Regions from separate parts of the Bombyx mori genome. Here region 2 is linked to region 1. The links are chromatin contacts, called in public Hi-C maps. All regions are on one chromosome and are shown on one strand. The core of a region is the stretch at or near the end of the contact, and the rest is flanking DNA. Distances in the headings are between cores, read along the strand shown.

The links. Hi-C and Micro-C count contacts between places; a contact is called where the count stands out from the background.
Region 2: a Hi-C map of middle silk gland shows a contact between it and region 1, with 1.5 times the contacts expected there. The contact joins two enhancer-like sites. A contact is called at or near these places in 2 of 7 Hi-C or Micro-C datasets (middle silk gland and whole pupa).

Annotation. Positions count from the first base shown.
Region 1 is chr5:14,537,132-14,540,136 of ASM3026992v2, forward strand. The region is part of intron 2 of LOC101738757 (solute carrier family 12 member 6); the gene reads right to left. Among protein-coding and RNA genes, the nearest start is that of LOC101744237, 7.5 kb to the right of the region's middle. Within about 2 kb of position 1,505, at least 1 of the 8 cell types and tissues checked has open chromatin away from gene starts, as enhancers often do.
Region 2 is chr5:14,572,224-14,575,228 of ASM3026992v2, forward strand. All of the region lies in intron 2 of LOC101738757 (solute carrier family 12 member 6), which reads right to left. Among protein-coding and RNA genes, the nearest start is that of LOC101744237, 28 kb to the left of the region's middle. Within about 2 kb of position 1,473, at least 5 of the 8 cell types and tissues checked have open chromatin away from gene starts, as enhancers often do.

The sequences.
Region 1 (3,005 bases), core at 255-2,754:
GTTTGTTTATTTGGTTGAACACTCTAATCTTAGGAACTACTGGTCCGATTTGAAAAGTTATTTTAGTGTTAGATAGCCCATTTATTGAGGAAGGCTATAGGCTATAAATTGTCCCGCTAAGGCCATTACTAGTGGAGCACTAATAAATAATGTTTCAAAATCAGGGTTTTTTCCCTTTTGAGAGTTTCCGCTGCGTGCGATGCGGAAATGGTTATAGTTTCGCTAAAATAATGTATGAAAGAACTATTCCCGTTTAAAAGTTCTGAAAAACAGTCCATGACAGCATTTGTCTATATTTTAAGGTTGGCTGACGATAACTTTTTTAAGCTAACCAAATTTGTTTTAAATAAAACATTATTTGTGAAGGTGTTTTTATATAGATGATATTAATCCTTATCCAAATAAATATATTATTCATTACAAGTATTTCAATTAAAAGAAATTTGCCCTTCACATCATTAGATACCTATGAGTATCTTAGAAGATATCGCAGTTTGACCATCTGCGTAAATGAAATCGCGAGTAAAATTAAGCGTTATCCCAAAGTAAATAGTCCACGCGGATGATTGCTCACTTTTTTTTTGCCAGGAGGAAATCACCGGACTTCCGCCCTCGACTGGGGATGGAGGGCGGGGCATGTCGGAGTTGAACCGACTAAAACCTCCTGTCGCTCAACAACCAGCATCCAAACCTCGCATGAGACAGAACTCATGAAAAGGCAAATGGAGGAAAGTGAAGCATTTAGTGCGGAGCACATCTCTCCCATCACCCTCCCCCTCGGGACGCCAACCGGCGGTCGTCGGCGCCATGACCACCAGCCCTCTCGGTCGGCAGGCTATCCGAAGCCCATACCCCCTAGATGGTGCCGGTTAGAATGGTCTATCCTACGGAATACCCCGCTGGGTCAGAACCAGCGTGAGTTGAGGATAGCCGGCCTTCCATCACCCGGATGCTCTTACGTAAGACGCATGCAGAGCAGCTTGCACGTCGTCTTCTTAGGACCCCTTCGCCGGTCCCCAGGCCGACATGTGAGGGAGACCCGAAACACTTAGAGGGCCAGGGCTTGGGCGAAATCCGCCTCCCTGGCCCCCGCTCGAAGGCGGCGGGCCTGTGCGTCTCTCACGCACCCCGCCGCCTCCTTCTGCAAGATGGTGCACTCGCAGAAGTCGATCATCGCCTTCCACGACTCGTCGTCACCGAGCATCGATACCACAACACTCGGCAACGACAAGTCGTTTCGTATTTTTGCGACGAGGACACGGCACCACCCCTCCCATTCGGGGCAGGCGACAAGCGTGTGCTCCGCCGTGTCCAAGTCACAACCACAATGGTGGCACTCTGCCGTCGGCTCGGCTCCGATCCGGTACAGGAACTCACCGAAGCAACCGTGCCCAGTGAGCACCTGATTGAGCCGGAAAGTGAGATGTCCTCTGGCACGATTCACCCAATTCACAAGAACCGGGCGAATCGCCTCGACGGTCCTACGACCAGCCGAGGGATCGGCCAGCCGCCTGGACCATGACTCCAGCAAGGACCGCCGAGATCGGGCCCTCCGCGCTCTGATCACACTGGGGCTGGGACGTGCCACGCCCCGGGCATGAAGGTCAGCCCGCCACTGATAGTCAGCAGACAGCGGGTCCGCCTCCAGGACCCAAGGTGGCGTCCCAGCCAATACACACGCCGCCTCGAAGAAGATGGTGCGATAGCCGCGGATGACCCTGACCGCGATGGTGCGTTGCGGCCGTTGCAGCAGCTTCGCTACCCCCACGACTAGGGACCGGCCCCACACGGGATGATTGCTCACTAAAGTAGAACTTGAGTACGATTTAATTATAAAAATTACCTATGGCGCTATCAAGCTGATAACATCTTGTTTGGCAGAGTTTGTAAATATTTGAGCTTTATGGTGCATTGGCAAATAGCCAGCGACAGCTTTCGGCCAGATAGTCTAAATACTCTTTTTGTTGCTGCTACTATATGGTAGATTTGTTGAATTAAGCTCGTAGTTCATAATAAGCCAAAGGTAATGGTAGTTTTTAATCTTAATTCTAAAATCTATATGGAGAATGTGGATGTTGTAATCAAATGTTGATCGTATTTCATATCTAAATGCTAAAATCGTTCATCAAACTTGGTCGGGAAATTCGTAAAGAGAAAAATGTGAAACGAGACACAAGTTAAATTTCAAAAAGTTTAAATGAACACATTCGATACACAATGTATTGAATAGAAAATTCTCAATATAATTTATGCCAATAACATCGGGAACAGAAATAGGAATCTGTTCCAAATGGCGGTAAATTTGTTTAATTAAAGTTGGACGGTCGTTACTTCGAAGCATTGAAACCAGTACTCAAAGCGGCCCTAGTTAGATTTTAACTGGTGGTAGGACCTCTTGTGAGTCCGCACGGGTAGGTATCACCGCCCCGCCTGTTTCTGCCGTGAAGCAGTAATGCGTTTCGGTTTGAAGGGTGGGGCAGCCGTTATAACTATACTGAGACCTTAAAACTTATAACTCAAGGTGGGTGGCGAATTTACGTTGTAGATGTAAATTGTATAGCCTCCAGTAACCACTTAACACCAGGTGGGCTGTGAGCTCGTCCACACATTTAAGCAATAAAAATAAATAAATAAAATATCAAATTCGACCATTGTGCTTAGTGCGAGTTTTTTAACGTTCTCGATAGCGTAAAAGTTAATATTCATATTTGTAAGGAGTTGGAACTTTTGCCGATAAGGGCGCTATTCTAGAACGTTAAAAAACTCGCACTAAGCATACTGATGGAGCAGCCATCACACATTCATCGTAGCTGTGCATCAGCGTTACAGGCACAAATAGTTCCAAATAAAAACGGGAATGTTTTACTTTTAATTGAGTCGTAGGTAAGCTTTTTATTATCAATATTAAGTACCTTTTTGGTCCTGTTTTGAACGAATTGGCAAATAAACAAAATGTGCTAAAAAAATAAATTGGTAACACCTGTAACTAATTAATTAATAGGTTG
Region 2 (3,005 bases), core at 223-2,722, 35 kb after region 1:
TTACTAAGCATATAATATTTGATTCGATGTATTTGCCTAGAGAAGTAATAAAAAGATAAAATACAACAATTCAAACATATACTTTCTATTTCCGTGGTTAAAATTCGATTTCCTTACACATGGAAGCTTCCAAGTAAAGAGGTCTTTGGTTGAATTTTTTCGATACTTTAGAGAGAAAAACATTTCTCCAGTTCGCTCCATAATGCCCTTCAATCGAATTTCATAAGATATTCTAGAAATATTGATTATATTTTCTGTGCTTACAATAGTATGTACTACTAAATTGTTTTCTTTTAGTATTGCTCAATTCATCGCACAGTCCCAGCTGCGTTATAATTGGAACAAATAAAAATAAATGTACATATTATATTTGAATGACTTCGTGTCTTAAACTGAACTTATATCTGTAACCGATATCACCGAACTTAATAAGAGTGCTCCAATTTTAAAGTCGGTGTCTTTTGAAGCATTACGAACAAAGAATTTTATCGTACTTTTTCTATGAAGCTCGAACACTTGATGACATTTAGGTTTAGTTTGACTCCAAATCACTTCTTTGCTGATCAAACCACAGAAAAAACGCCTTTTTAAATATTTTAAAGTTATCTATTGTAGTATTGTCCATCAGACCATCAAACGGGCTGTATTCTCATTTGTCTGTATTAGCCATTAAAGAATGTAAGACACAGTTCTGCCAGTTTAACTGTAATGGTCAAAGCCAATAGATTCGAGGTCTATAACTTAAAATAAACTATCTTTTACTCACATTCCCTAACATTAATGCAAAATTTAAGTAAGTAAATTGGGGCACAACCGGTTATTTTTTTGGTCGCTAATATATAATGCATGGTAGGTCCCACTGTATGGTACTGATACATACAAATTCTGAGCATAAGACGCTGGGCTTCTACTAGCTGAGCACGAAAAAACTATATCATCTTGAGATTTGAGATCAAAGTCTCAAAATTGTGGAGATCGGATGTCGGGTGAGAGAGTGTAGACTGTAGAGTGTAGAGTCGTTTAGTAAGTAGGACCCTAAAAATATCCTTGGGTTCGCGTGCCCCTTAGACACGGACCCTCGTATGAGGATCGGTACCCTGTCTGAAGAAAAAAACCGTAGGTAGGTTTTTTTTTTTTTATTGCTTAGGTGGATGGACGAGCTCACAGCCCACCTGGTGTTAAGTGGTTATTGGAGCCCATAGACATCTACAACTTAAATGCGCCACCCACCTCGAGATATAAGTTCTAAGGTATCCTTTCATTTCCTCTTGATTTGTATTTTCTGCTGAACCAGAGCATTGCTTCTATTATATTAAATTAGTGCAATATAGCGTCACCTACTGCGCTCATCAATAATATTATAAAGATAAGCTATCATACCATACAAGTGACGCGCATTAATAGGCATTCAATCGCAGCGATTGTTTATCACGTAATATACGGGCAGATGTGTCCGGCCCCTAACGCTGTCGGGCAATCCAATTACTGGATTAGCCACCGCTAAAGTGGGGTGAAGTGAGGCGTCACACTGGCCTCTTACATTTTACCTGTGCTCTCTAATGTTTATTGCGCGGGATTTTGACTGGGCAACGTGTGAAAAAAAAAACGATGAACTCAGATTAACTATTCCGAATGCTTTCGCAATATAAATTTTGTAGAGAAGTCTTTAAATTGTAGTTTAGCGTTCGGTTGTGTAGTGTGAGGTTTTTTTTGTTTTTTTTTTTTTTCGTAGACTACTAGATCGAAATCGCGACTCTCGGAGAAGATCCGACAAGAGACTCAGCGGGTTGATACATATAGACTCATAAAAACTGTCGTTTTATTGTTTTTAGGTTAGAGTCCACCGTTAATGTCATATAGACAGGTTATTTGCATTTTTTACGATAAAACAAATTAGAATATTTTAATTGTGTAAATCAAAATACTTTGTGTGTCTTGTTTTCCCGGCCGCCACGATTTTTATTTAATTTTGATGGTTTTCGATATCGTTAGGCTAGTTTAAGACGTTTTAAATATCAAAAGGATCGCAATTAACCCAATATTGTAATCACCCCATCACGCCCATATTTTGTCATGGATGTTGCGAAATACGAATCGACTTTTCATAGAAAATGCGCAACAGTGGTATACGATTAGGCCCTAGGTACCTACCACTACCGTCATAGCTAAGAAGGCCTGCAATAGCAGTGTAATTCATAATAATATATACCAATGAGAGCATTACTTACTGTAGTTTCTTTTTGTTTTTTTACTGGAGCCCATAGATATCTACAACGTAAATGCGCCACCCACCTTGAGATATAAGTTCTGAGGTCTCAGTATAGTTACAACGGCTGCCCCGCCCTTCAAACCGAAACGCATTAACTGTTTCACGGCAAAAACAGTCAGGGTGGTGGTACCTACACGTGCGGACTCACAAGAGGTCCTACCACCAGTAATTACGCAAATTATAATTTTGCGGGTTTGATTGTTATTACACGATGTTATTCCTTCACCGTGGAAATCAATCGTGAACATTTGTTAAATACGTATTTCATTAGAAAAATTTGGTACCCGCCTGCGGGATTCGAACACCGTTGCATTGTTAGATACGAATGCACCGGACGTCTTATCCTTTAGGCCACGACGACTTCAAACCACGGCGGCATTTACGTTGTAGATGTCCACATTCACATCAAAGCAATAAAAAAATTAAATAAATTGAAATTAGACCCTCAGACCGATAGCCAGTATCAATTTGCACAACGACACCGCCATTTATATAGCACAATTTTATTGCAATATCGACTTCATATTACTTAATGCAAAAAACCCGGGAACCACGAGCAAATAACAATAAAATAATAAAATACTATTAGCGGTACCTTCTAAAGAAGTCATATAATTGTATCTACTGTTACCAAGGCCGCATAGAATTCAGTTTTAAGCTGATGTTAGATCGAAGAAACCATGACCTTGATAGCGTGGTAGGGACTGTTGGTTACATCAAAAATATTATAACTGTT